Linked DNA regions of Mus musculus: region 2 is linked to region 1. A link is a contact called in public promoter capture Hi-C data. All regions are on one chromosome and are shown on one strand. The core of a region is the stretch at or near the end of the contact, and the rest is flanking DNA. Distances in the headings are between cores, read along the strand shown.

What was found. Promoter capture Hi-C pulls out the DNA fragments that hold promoters and counts their contacts.
Region 2: a promoter capture Hi-C map of cranial neural crest shows a contact between it and region 1. The contact joins the promoter of Zfp655 here to the promoter of A430033K04Rik in region 1. A contact is called at or near these places in 2 of 39 promoter capture datasets (cranial neural crest and second pharyngeal arch cranial neural crest).

What each region holds. Positions count from the first base shown.
Region 1 is chr5:138,619,435-138,625,858 of GRCm38.p6, reverse strand. A430033K04Rik (RIKEN cDNA A430033K04 gene) reads right to left here and starts at 3,000. Exons shown (of 4, transcript NM_183025.2): 1 at 2,871-3,000. The coding sequence starts at 2,909. Zfp68 (zinc finger protein 68) reads left to right here and starts at 6,116. Exons shown (of 6, transcript NM_013844.2): 1 at 6,116-6,250.
Region 2 is chr5:145,227,966-145,234,389 of GRCm38.p6, reverse strand. Zfp655 (zinc finger protein 655) reads right to left here and starts at 2,648. Exons shown (of 4, transcript NM_028298.4): 1 at 2,559-2,648; 2 at 788-949. The coding sequence starts at 923. It also overlaps Gm6287.

The DNA.
Region 1 (6,424 bases), core at 1,751-4,250:
ACACCCAAGAGCTTTTATGTGTGGGTAAACAATGAAGCATGGGCTAAGTTTTGCATCGATATTATATGTAGGGATGTTTCACTTAGACACAAAATTTGTAAAGGAAATAGGCAGAATTTCGGGGAAAATAAAAACTCACAGAGGCACATAGAAAGACTAAGCTTCATATACCACTTGTGTTGAAAAGCTTATAAATAGAATCATTTTCTCCTAAGTTAATTAATAATATTATTGCATCAAAATTTCAACTTGCTTAATTCTTACTAGAAGGAAAAAAAGCACGAAACCCTGGAAAATTTCTGTAAGATTCAATATATGCATGTGTAAATGCATAATATATGTGTGTGTGTGCATGTATGTATCCACAGTATATATGAAATTAATCTAGGAAAGAGCAATAAGATTGGCTACTAACATGATAGTAACATATTATATAACACTAGTACTGTAATAACAAAGTCCAAGTTATCCTAATATAAATAAAATATGCTGATGGATTTATATGGATGTGAAGTTTGTATTAAGAGCAACAAAAGGCATATATTAATCCAATCTCATAAAAACATTATTGGTTAGTAGGAAAAAATAAATAAAAGAGTAAAGCTTTGGCATTCAGAATGGATGCTCAGCACCTCCTAAGCTCCCTCCCCTCCTCCAGCTCACCCCAACAACAAGGTCCATCAGTCTCTCCTGGAACGAGTTTTAATATGCAACAAGTGTCTCAGTTTTACTGTATCCCATTTTAATTAATTAATCCTAATCCTCTGAATGCTGGAAGCAGAAAAGACTGGGCCTATGCAAATAGCTATGAATCCCAGCAAAACCCAACTTAGTTAGGTTTAGCCCATTAAGATGCACGTGTTTGAATGCTTGGCCATAGGGAGTGGCACTATTAGGACGGCTGGCCTTATTGGAGGAGGTAAGGCTTTATTGGGGGCGGGCTTTGAGGTCTCCTATGCGCAAACTCTGCCCAGTTGGAAGTAGTCCCTTTCTGCTACCTATGGATTAAGATGTAGTACTTTCAGCTCCTTTAGCACCAAGTCCGCCTGCATGCTTCCATGCTTTCCACCATGATGATAATGGACCTGTGAAACTGTAAGCCAGCCCTAAGTGTTAGGCAGGCACAAAAGCACTTGGTTGGTGCTCAACTCCCAGCATTAATGAAGAAATGAAAGGTCACAGACCAGTGTGAACCCTGAAAAGGCTTTGAATGCTCCCCCAGTAGCCACTTGAATCCCACCAGGGACTGGTTATTCCAAACAACAGACCTCCTGTAGCTTCAGCACAGAATAAATATTATCAAAACAATGGAACAACAGAGTTTCTTTTAGATGACAGTATACCAGGACTTTCCTTCTGGCAGCAGGGCATCTGGGTGCTCCCCTGAGAGACTGCACCCCCACACCTCAAAAATCCTCTTAGATGAGGAGAGGACCCAGTGCCCTAGAATAAGATCAGTAAGATCAGCTATCATTACACGACACTAGCATGCAGTTTGTAATTCAAATACTGTGATAAAATATCCAAGGGTTCCAATGCTACAAAAGTCATCTATCGATGGATGTACATGGATCAAAGGATGGTATTGTTAAGAGCAACACAGACATATCAGTATAACAGATAAAAATAGAATTACTAGTTAATTAGAAATTAATTACTATGTAGTAGAAAACACACACACACACAACGAGCAGCACTGGACCTCTTGGCAGCCTTATAGGGCCTTGGCACTTCCATCACACTCTTCCACAGTTCACCCCACATTTCAGGTCTACTCAGTATTGCTAAATACTCCAAGAGACCCGAGACGGGACGATTATAAGCATTTCGGTTCAGGCACTTCAGAAACCTACTACCTGGAAAAGACATGGAGGTGGGGATGAGGACATCTCACAGTTCCTATGGGGGAAGTAGACAAAGGTATTCTCATAAATTGTCCTAGCCTAGAGTGGGGGGGGGGGGGTAGGACAGAAGACACAGTCTTTTTAAAACAAGGACTCAGGGGTTTCTTCTCTACTTTACTCTCTTCACACACAAACATCCTCAGGACTAGAGAGACAGCTCAGCAGTTAAGAGCAATTGCTGCTCTTCCAGGGGACCCGGGGCTTGGTTCCCAGCATCCACATGGGGAAACTCACAGCCTGCTGTAACTTCACTTCAGGGGAATCAATCACACGCCATTTTCTGGCACTGCCCTCATTTGGTGCACTCAGACACACACAGACACACACAGACACACACAAACACACTTAAAAATCAATTTTTCTCGTACCTGGAGGAAAACAAAACTTTTTTTTTTTGAAAAAAATATTGGTTTGAGATTACCATAAGGAAAATATATCATTTGGAATAAATGGGAGGCTTTCAAAAGTGCAGCTGCTCTGCAGAGTACCTGTAGTAAGCCCAGGACCATACAAAATGGGTGAAAGGGGAAATTTTCGTGTTGGGAGTGTGGGCGAGGATGTGGAAGAACAGGTAGTAGACTGCAGTGGAGCTGGCTTAGGTTCTGGGTTTGCGACCCTGTTTCCCATTCATTTGTGAAGTTCGGGCTAGGTGGGCCACGGAGAGAACGAAGGGACTGGGGATTCTAGAAAACATAGTTCCTTTAGTGAATGACCGTCACATTCAGAGACTCTCCCCTGATGATCCACCAAGTCCTCGCCACGCATGATCCGGAGCAAACAGGCAGCCAGAGCAGAGCTGCTCAGAAAAGGCGCCAGAACCCTCAGGTAGAAGGACAGGACGCCCAGGCTCCAGCAACCCCGCAGCCCAGGGGATCCAGATCAGCTGCCCAGGAGGCCTCACCGCAGACCCTGCTCTGCCACAGCGCTTCCCGCACTGTCACCTCCGGGCGCCACACGTACACTCACCATGTCCACTTCTGGGAGCCGCTGGCGTCTTCTCACCATCGCCCAGCACTTACAGCGTCACCGCGCCACCGAAGCTGAGCAACAGCTTCCCTAGCAGCATACAGTGATTCCAATATGGAGGGTCCCAGACAAAGGCTGGTTGACAGCCAAAGCCCGCCCCTACCCTCCGTTTGTGTGTCTGATTGGGCACGTCTTGAGGCTAGGGCCTCTGATTGGACAGAGCTTCAGGTTCTCTGTCCTCTGAAAGACAGTAGTTGGCTCCAGCTCACAGCTGAAGGAGCTCAGGTTAACAGGTTCTTAGCTGCAGCTGTTGGGGACTCTGGCTCCTGTCACGTCTCCAAGTTTGGACTTCTATAGGAGGCCTGACCCTCGGTCTTCTCCAGCTATGGGGTAGCCACGAGTCCTGTCGCGTATATGCACAAAGACTTCAGCCTCTGTTAAAACCTTATGCCTTCAGGTCCATACGCGTTGCTTTTAGCCTGCTAAAGTCCTCTCTGGACCACAGCTCACATTTGCTTTTAATTCTATACATAAAGTCATATGTGATTATGAGTTAAGTATGTGTACATGTGTTTAGTCGAATAAACAAATGGGAAGATGTCCGTTTTCAAAATCATCTCAAAATTTCTGAAATCTGCTCTCATTAGCTTTGCCTTCAAAATGGAAAGAGACTTGTAAAAGTTTTCTTATATTCAGATTAAAAATTGCAGGCAAAGTCAACCTTGGTGGCGCGTGCCTGTATGTACTCCTTAGCACTTGAAAGACAGAGTCAGGGAAATCGCAATCTCAAGTTCAGCTTGGCTACAGGATGAGTTTTATGGCACCTTGGGACGCATATCTAAACCCTGACTTGAAATAAATGAATACACGTGATGTTGATTGCAATGACCCATTGCACCTAAAATATCTTTATAATCTGACCAGTGAAAACTTGATGACTTTTATGTGCTATTGGGACAAGATCTTCAAACGTATTTAGATTCTAGCTTGCCTCCACTCAGAACAGCTACAAAATCCTTTTGAGAGCTATGACTTTCCTGGTCTCAGGAAGTAGAAGGGACTGCTCTATACATATTTTTGTAAGCTCAGCAACATCTAATAAGAGGAGATGGAGATCAGTGTCTATTCGGCACCTTTTGTTAGTCAAGTGACTTGTAAGCAGTATCAAGTCCTCGTAACCTGCTTTTCTCTGTAGTCCAGGGAATGATCTGGGGTTTTGAATAAATGTGTTTACTGAGTATATAGCAAGGAAAAAAAGTAAAAGGATAAATTGCATGTCGTTGATTGACAGAACCAGCAGAGTTTACAATACTCAGTAAGGACAGCTGGAGGAACCTGACTAAGAGAGCTAACAGGCTGGAGAAATGGCTTAAGAACGTTTAAAGTTCTGTCCTGAGGACCAGAGTTCAAATCCAGCACTCATATCAGGTGACTCAAAACCATCTGTAACTTCAGTTCCAAGGGATCGTATGCTCTCTTCTGGCCTTCGGGGCACCTTCATGTACATGTCTGCATACACTTACACAAACACATATATGTACACACACACACACACACACACACACACACACACACAGAGGCACCAAAGTGACAAAATGAGAAATTGGTAGTGTTTACAGTCATGCAGCAGGAGTTGATCAGGGGCCATCAAGGCAGTCACCTGGGGTTCCTGATTATAATCTTTTCCACCATGAATCTTTTCCTGGCTTCTCCTTCCTAATGCAGGGATTTTTACCACAGTATGAACAATAGTAATGTTTGTTGAAAGTGGTTTATCTTTTAGCGGTTGCTATTGATGCACTGTGCTCAATAGTCTAGCATGCTTGTGTTTTGTTTTGCTTTGTTTTGTCTTTTTTGCTCTCCTTGTTACAGAGCTGGCAAGTCAGCCTGACTCAGGACAGGGAGTTTGGGGAGGAGAACAGGGAGGAGGGCCTTCTTGCTGCCCGAGTCTGCTTTTAAAACACTTGAAATAGCACATGACCGTTTGCTTATGTAATTTGTATTACAGTCACATAAGGTTGGATAACACGCCCTTCATTGTTCGGTAAACCAGCAGTGATTTTCTCTAAAGAAAATACCAGGCAAGACAATACTGATGTCATGACAATACTCAAGGCTCACCAATAGTTGCCTCTAGACCTATAAGCAGACTCAAGGCAAAGCAGGCCCCTAGAGGGGAGGTAGAAAGTATAGTCCTCGAGGAAGTATGCTACACTACAAAGGAGCTTTGTGAGTTTGCTAAGTCATTCAAACAGAAGTCTGTTTTATTTCTGTGAAGAGATACCAAGTCCAGGCTCTTTCTCCTCCTTTCCACGTGTGGATCAGGATGTAGCTCTCAGCTACCACTTCAGCACCAGGTACTTCACCATGCTCCCCACAACTGTGATAACAATAATAACAGACTAACCTCTGAAACTGTCAGCAGCCCCTCCTATCCCCCCTCCCAGTTAAATGCTTTCTTTTATAAGAATTGTCTTGGTCATGGTGTGCACCTTTGTTGTTCAAAATCAAGTGACCGGCCCCGAAATTATAAACATAGAGGAAATGGTAAAAATAACTCATCAGGTTAATATAGAAAAGACCATGAATTTGAGATGGAGAGAGGGAGGGGATATGAAAGGGTTTGGAGGAAGAAGACATGGTAAGAGTTGGAGAGAGGAAAGGAAAGAAAGAAATGATGTAAATATATTTAAAAGAATTTAAAAGAAAAACCCCATATACACCAGTATCACTCAAAGGAAAAAAAAAACTTAATTATTTTCATCACAAAAGGTCACACACTTAAGACAGTATATAATTTTTGCCTTGAATCCTTTTCTAGTACATTTTGGAAAGTCCAGACCGTCACAGCTGTACCAGAAAAAAGGCTCTAGGTAAGCCTGAAATAGAACCCAGATCCTCATTCTTTTGAGCAAACCATGTGACCTAGCTTATTCGCTATAAATTATGGAGGCAGACACTGTACATAGCAAGCTTTGTGTGTGTGTAAAATCACGCCACACGTTTATGTGATTTTAGGTATAGGAATATAAGGAATATGCTGAGTTTCACAAGAAACCCTCTGTCTTAAAATTAGCTGCAGCCAAGAACCTGTCATTCTGAGCTCCTACAGCTGTGCGTTGGCGCCATCTACTGTCACTCAAGGGGCTGGACCCGGAGCCCTGTCCAATCGGAGGCACTGAGTTGAGAAGTGTCCAATCAGACACACAGAGGGAGGGCGGGGGGCGGGCTTTGGCTGTCACCGGTCCTTTGTCTGGGAGCCGCCATCTTGGGCTCGGTGTTCCTGCCCAGGAGCCTCCTGCGCAGCTTTGTTGGCGTAGTGACGCTGTGGGTGCTGGACGATGGTGGGAGGACACCAGCGTCTCGCAGAAGTGGACTTGGTGAGTGTGCGGGTGGTGTCCGGAGGTGATGGCGCGGGAGCTGGGCGCGCTGTTGCGGAACGGGGTCTGCAGTCAGGCCTCGCGGGCGCTCGCGCTGGATCCCCGGGGCTGTGGGACTGCTCGAGCCCGGGCGTCCTGTCCCTCCGGATGCGGTGACTTCAGCGGGCTCTGGGC
Region 2 (6,424 bases), core at 1,399-3,898, 6.6 Mb before region 1:
CAACAATGTCCCACACAGTACCCTCCACATAATGGTACTCCATCTGTGTTGCTGACATACAAGTTCCTTCAGGCACTGGTGCTGATCTATAAGAACTACGACATAGTTCTTACATAATAAAACCAGCAGCTAAGTATGATGCTGTATGCCTACATTCCCAATGTAGCTGGGGGGCCGAGACAAGATTCATTCAAATCATGGGCCGCATAGTACTAGGCCAGCCAGGGCTACCTATACATTAGCAGGATCCTATTTCAAGGGGAGGAAACACTTACCTATTTAATATATGTATGTGAATAGATAGTTAATATGATGTAACATCTGTGCATGTAAAGAGACACTGTGTTCAAACAGGAAATTAAATGGTTGCTTTCTTGACCAAAATTGGATTATTCACGAACACTGAAGTTGCAAAAGAATGGCAGGTAGCAAATCACACTAGATCACCAGGAGAGGAGGCAGACTGAAGAGAACCCAGGGAGTCCCCGAGGCCTGCGTTAGGTAAGCTAGTGAGACATGGCAAAAGCAGCCTTTGTTAGAAGTCATTCTGGTTGTGGTGTCTGCAGTGAAGCTCATATTCTCAAGGCCAGAGCAGGGTGATGGGCGGATTACAGACAGGCTAGCTACCCTAACCACAGGGCCCAAGCCAAGGACTCACACCTGCCACGCCCTTCCAGTTCTTCCACTAAGGCCCACCTTCTTATTCAAGACCCTGGCCTCTCTCATGTCAGGCCAGGGCCCCTTACTATTCCCATTCTCCTTGAAGAAAGTGTGGTCTCTGCCTTACCCCCACTGAATCCCTGCTCCATGTCCGTGTCCTGCAGAAACCGAAGCTCTGGGGAAAGACATTCAGACTGGTTCTCCAAAGGCTGGAAGTGGCCCCTGGGTGACTCTGCGGCTTCTTGGGATGTTACCTCCTCCATCCCTGTTCAGGGGACAATGACCATCACTGCAGGGTGAGAGTGAGAAGAACTGCTTAGTAAGTTAAAATGTCCCATAATCTCATATTCTCAGGACTTGGCAAACTATTCTATATATGATAGACTTTGTTAAAAAGACATTTTTTTAAAGCTAGTGTTTCTCTGTGCAACAAAGCCCTGGCTGTCCTGGATGCTCTTTGAAGACCAGGCTGGCCTCAGACTCACAGAGACTTGCCTAAGGGTTGGGATTAAAGACCAGCACCACCACACTCAGCTAAAAGCAGACTTTAAAAAAAAAAAAAAAAAACCAGCCTGAAGGTGGTAGTACAAGCCTTTAATTCCAGCACTGGTGAGGCAGAAGCAGGTAGACACGAGTTTGGAGCTAACCTGATCTACATTCCAAGACAGCCAGTGCCTCAGAAAGAAACCCTGTCTAGAAACCCAGCCCCACTAGATTTTAGTTGTCACAGTCCACAGACTTAAGTTTCTCTAAATGTAATTAAGTAAAGTGCATGGTAATTAGGGCCCAAGAAGGGTTTAAAACCTAAAAAGTTACCAAAATAAACAAAAAGAAAAACACAGAAGCAGGAGATGCCTGTAATTTAAGGGTAGAGTACTTCCTAGTATGCACAAGGCCCTACCTTCAATCCATAACAACCTCCCCCTTCACAAAAAAACAAACATGAGTACCATTCGGTTTCAAAACTTAAAACCCAAACAGGAAGGTGTAAGAATTCGATATTACTCAGACTCTACTGAACAATCCCAAATCTGTGGTTTAAAATATATGTGTGTGTGTGTGTGTGTGTGTGTGTGTATCGCTGGGCGTGTAATCCCAGCTCTCGGAAGATTTAGACAGGAGGTTCAGAAGTTCAAGGTTAGCCTCAAAGCTGTCTTTTAAAAACCCAAACCAAAACAACAACAACAACAACAACAACAAAATAGCTACCATTAAAAGAATTTTTTTCAACACAGTACAACTGCGTAAACCTTTCCATGGAGCGTCCTAAGTAATTTAGAGGCTCAAGCTGAGACCCAGTGAAACACGCCAGATAAGATTACTCATTGTTTTTCTCAAAAGCAGGCCCCTTAGGAATCATGTGGTAAGCGGTAAGGCCGTTCTGCATTACTCAATGGGCCCCGATGAATAATGATACAACTCACTTAGGAGACAGACCCTTAGGGCAGGCTGGTCGAGCCACCTGCGCGCAGCACGAGGGAGGGCTGCGAGGAGCCTGGTGTCCTTCAGATCCAAGGACGAGCCCGGGTTCCGTCCACCGTCCACCGTCCACCGCCCTCCGCCAGGCTCCCGGCCCGTCCGCAGGCCTCGCCCAGAGCCACCCTCCGCCTACCTCTCTCTTGGGCAAAGGTTCGGTCCCCAGAGGGCGAAGCGGGCCACAAGACCGAGCTGCCACCCGGGCCCGGCCACTGGGTTCGCACCACGGGGCCACCCCGGCTCCCCGGGCTCCGCGACGAACCCGGGAAGAGGGGAAAACAGGGCCGCGAGCCCGGCCTTCCGCGCGCCCCAGCTCCGGGAACAGCCGTCAGCCCGCACGCGGCGCCTCCTGCGCGTCCGCCCCGCGGGCCAAACAAGCGGTCGCTCCCACGGCGACGCGACAACGGTTCCCCGGGACTCACCCAGGTGGAGAGGCGGGCCTGGAGACTGTCCCGTCACGGAGGCGCTCCTCGCTCAGCTGCACCAGCCTGTCCGGGGCCACTCTCTCGACTGCCAGAAGGCTGACGCCTTACGTCACTTCCGGCGACGGAAGTCCACGGGAGGGCGGTCCCGGGTGAGGTTCCCGGATGAAGAGCAGGGGTGAGGGTGTCCCGGGTCGAGCTGTCAGCTGACGGACACGGGATGCGGTCTCGTGGGTGGGGTCCGCAGCATCGCTAGATAAGGCCTTAGTTGCTGTTGTGCTTCGCTTTCTCGAGGTCGCACAGCCCTCCCTGCTGATTAGGGCGCATCTTACACCAGGAGGGCGACAGAGGTTGGGAAAGAACTCCCGACTCCTCCCGGGCCGCAAGAGCGTGCAGGAGGATTCCTAAGCAGAAGATGAAATACCACCCTCGTGTCTAATACTGGTTTGGTCCGGCTTTATTTCTCCTAGGAAGTGCCTGACCCCAAATTGCCCACAGAAAGGGACATACTAGGTGTTGCCCTGCCTGGAAGGGACAAACGTTTTCCCCAAGAGGATTCGCCCAAGGTCACCAAGATTTTCCTGTCAGGCCCTACTTTGAGTCCCACCCTTTCCTTCATGTTTGATTCTTTGCCTACCATGAGGTGAGCAACTTCTTCCAACAGGAGTTCTTCGCTGTGTGCAGCTTCACTGTAGACACAAAGGGAGCAAGTTTAACTGAGAACTGTTTGAAACTGTGACACAAAAATCTCTCCTCAAGCTTGATTATCTCAACTATTTTTGCAATAGTAGATGCAAAGCCAAGACTCCCATAATTTTGTTCCCCTGGAAATTAGTGAAGCTCAGAATCTTGTAATTTACAATCTTATAATTATCTAGTATTAGGAACAACTGCTACATAAATCAAATATTTTAAAATACTGCCCAAGGGCTGAAGACGTGGCTCAGTGTTGAAGAGCACTGTTGCACTTCCAGAGTACAAAGGTTCGCTAAGTTCCCAGAACTCAAACTGTGGCTAACAACCCTGTCACTAGGTTCTAGAGGTGGATCTAATGCCCTCTGACCATGGGAGACGCTGACCACCCCAGGTGAACATATATGCATGCAGGCAAAGGATACACATATAAAAAATTATTTGGCTTGGAGAAATGGCTTACCAAGTAAAAGCCCTAACTGTTCTTGCAAAGGACCGGAGCTCAGTTCCTAGTTCCCACGGTGGCTCACAACCAGTGTAACTCCAAATCCAGAGGGTTGGATGGTCTCTCTTGGGCTCCTGTCACACATTTGGCACAGTGCACACATATGCACACACATACACACACAAAATAAAAATAAATCTTAAGGGAAAAAAAAACTGCCCACAACAGGTGTGGTAGCCTATGTGGTGGTCTATACCTGACAGGTGGATCTCTGTGAGTTCCCAGACTAGTCTACATAGTGAGTTCTACACTATCCGGGGCTACATACACCCTGATCAAAAAAAAATTTTTTGAGGATTTATTTATTTTATGTATATGAGTATACTGTAGCTGTCTTCAGACACAGCGGAAGAGGGTGTCAGATCTCATTACAGATGACTATAAACCACCATGTGGTTCCTCGGATTTGAACTCAGGACCTCTGGAAGGGCAGTCAGTGCTCTTAACCACTGAGCCATCTCACCAGACCCCAAAATTTTTTTTAATTAAAAAAAAAAGAAGAAGAAGAAAAGAAAGGAGGAGGAAAGAAGAAAGAAACCAGGGCTCAGGGCTCATAATAGGGTTTTTTAAAATGTCTGTGTGTATCTCAGACAGTGGTGGTGCACATATTTAATCCCAGCACCCTGGAGGCAGGAGGGAGACCTCTGAATTCCAGGACAGCCTGGTCTACAGAGTGAGTTCCAAGACTGTAGAAAGAATTCTGGAATTTTGGTTTCTTTAAACATACAGGGGGAGGGGGGAGGGGGGAGGGTGGTGGGGGTGGGAGAGAGAGAGAGAGATTATAAAAATGTCTTTTCATTTTAATCCCAGGTGTGGGGATATAGGGCTGCTTCAAACTGGTCACAACAGCTGACTGTGGTTTGCCTTGGGCTCTAGCAAAAGCATAGTTTTGCCAGCTGCAGGTAGTTTCTGCAATTGTGAGACATTTGAAATTCTGGCTACTTTCATAGGGTATATAAATGCTAGGGCCCCACTAGGCATGGTTGGTTGTTGGTCACTCAGGTAGGTTGGTTGTGGTTTGTTAGTAGTTGTGCCCAAGGAAGAAACAAGAAGAAAGATAGAGTTCCGTGAATCTAACTTCTCTCTGGCCACCCTATCTTTCTCTCTCGCCTATGGAGTGACAAGGGGTGAAACTGGGGCCAGGGATAAAGAGTGTAAAAAAGAAGAACCCAGCCGCGCAGTGGTGGCGCATGCCTTTAATCCCCAGCACTTGGGAGGCAGAGGCAGATGGATTTCTGAGTTCGAGGCCAGCCTGATCTACAGAGGGAGTTCCAGGACAGCCAGGGCTATACAGAGAAACCCTGTCTCTAAAAAACAAAAATACATACATACATACATACATACATACCATTTAAAAACCAGGGCTGGTGAGATGACTCTGATTAAGAGCACTGACTGCTCTTCCAAAGGACATGAGTTCAAATCCCAACAACCACATGGTGGCTCATAACCATCTGTAATGACATCTGACACCCTCTTCTGGAGTGTCTGAAGACAGCTACAGTGTACTTATATATAATAAAATAAATAAATCTTTTTTAAAAATTATAAAACCAAAACAAAAGTGTGTGTGTGTGTGTGTGTGTGTGTGTGTGTGTGTGTGCGCGCGCGCGCACGTGTATATGCCAGAGGCCGACACTGTCACTAGGCCTTATTTCTCAGGCACTTGCCACTGCCCCAGAGCTCACTGATTAGGGTAGGCTCACAGCAAGCCCCAGGGATCTTCCTGCCTCTCCCTCTCCAGTACTGGGATAATGAGCACAGGCTATCACCTGGCTGTTTTTTGGTTTTTGTTCTTGTTTTGTTTTGTTTTGTTTTGTTTTAAAGACTGGGTCTATGTAGCCCTGGCTGAACTGGAACTCATAGATCTGCCTGCCTCTGCCTCCTAAGTGTACGTGTTGGGATAAAAGGTGTGTGCCACCACACACAATTGGTCTTCTCCGTTCTTTTTTCTTGAATAATGTGGGTTCTGGAGATTGACGTCTGGTAGGTATGTCCCTGTAAACTTTATCAACTGAGCCATCTCCCCAGCTGCCATTCTGTTTCATCTCCAACCCCTGCCCCTCTTTCCTGCTGCTCGGCTTCCCAGAATCAGTGCTTCTACTCTCCTGGTTTCTAATTCTGGGGAGGAAGCCTTTTGTTGGAGACAGGGTCGCACTCTGTAGTAGCCCAGGCTATCCTAGAATGACCTTAGTGGCCTTAACTCAAGATCTTTCTTCTCTGCTTCCTAAGTGCTAGACTTATGGAAGTGTACCTCCATACTGGGAAGAAAGTGAGTCCTAATATTGACATTGATACTACCTTCCTGGTCTCAAGGTTTATTTGGGCCATTTGGCATATGTCATGATTCTAGCTCCCGAGATAATGTTTATGAAATTTCCCTTGCTCTCAAAAAACAGTAATGGGAGCGACATCGTGGTTTTTAGCTCCTCAAATGTCTTTGAAATGATACAGCAGCTAAGACAGCAGAGCTTCAAGCATGGGCAGCCTCACCAGCAAAAGCAAGTGGCTGTGTCCCACGGACAGATCAAAAATGACAGGACTAGCTTGACTCAGAGGCTGACACTTGTAATCAATCCCACCACTCAGGCAGCTGCAACATCAAGATTGCCGTGTTTGAGGCCAATTAGGGAATATGTAGTGAATCCTAGGCCAGCCTGGGTTATAG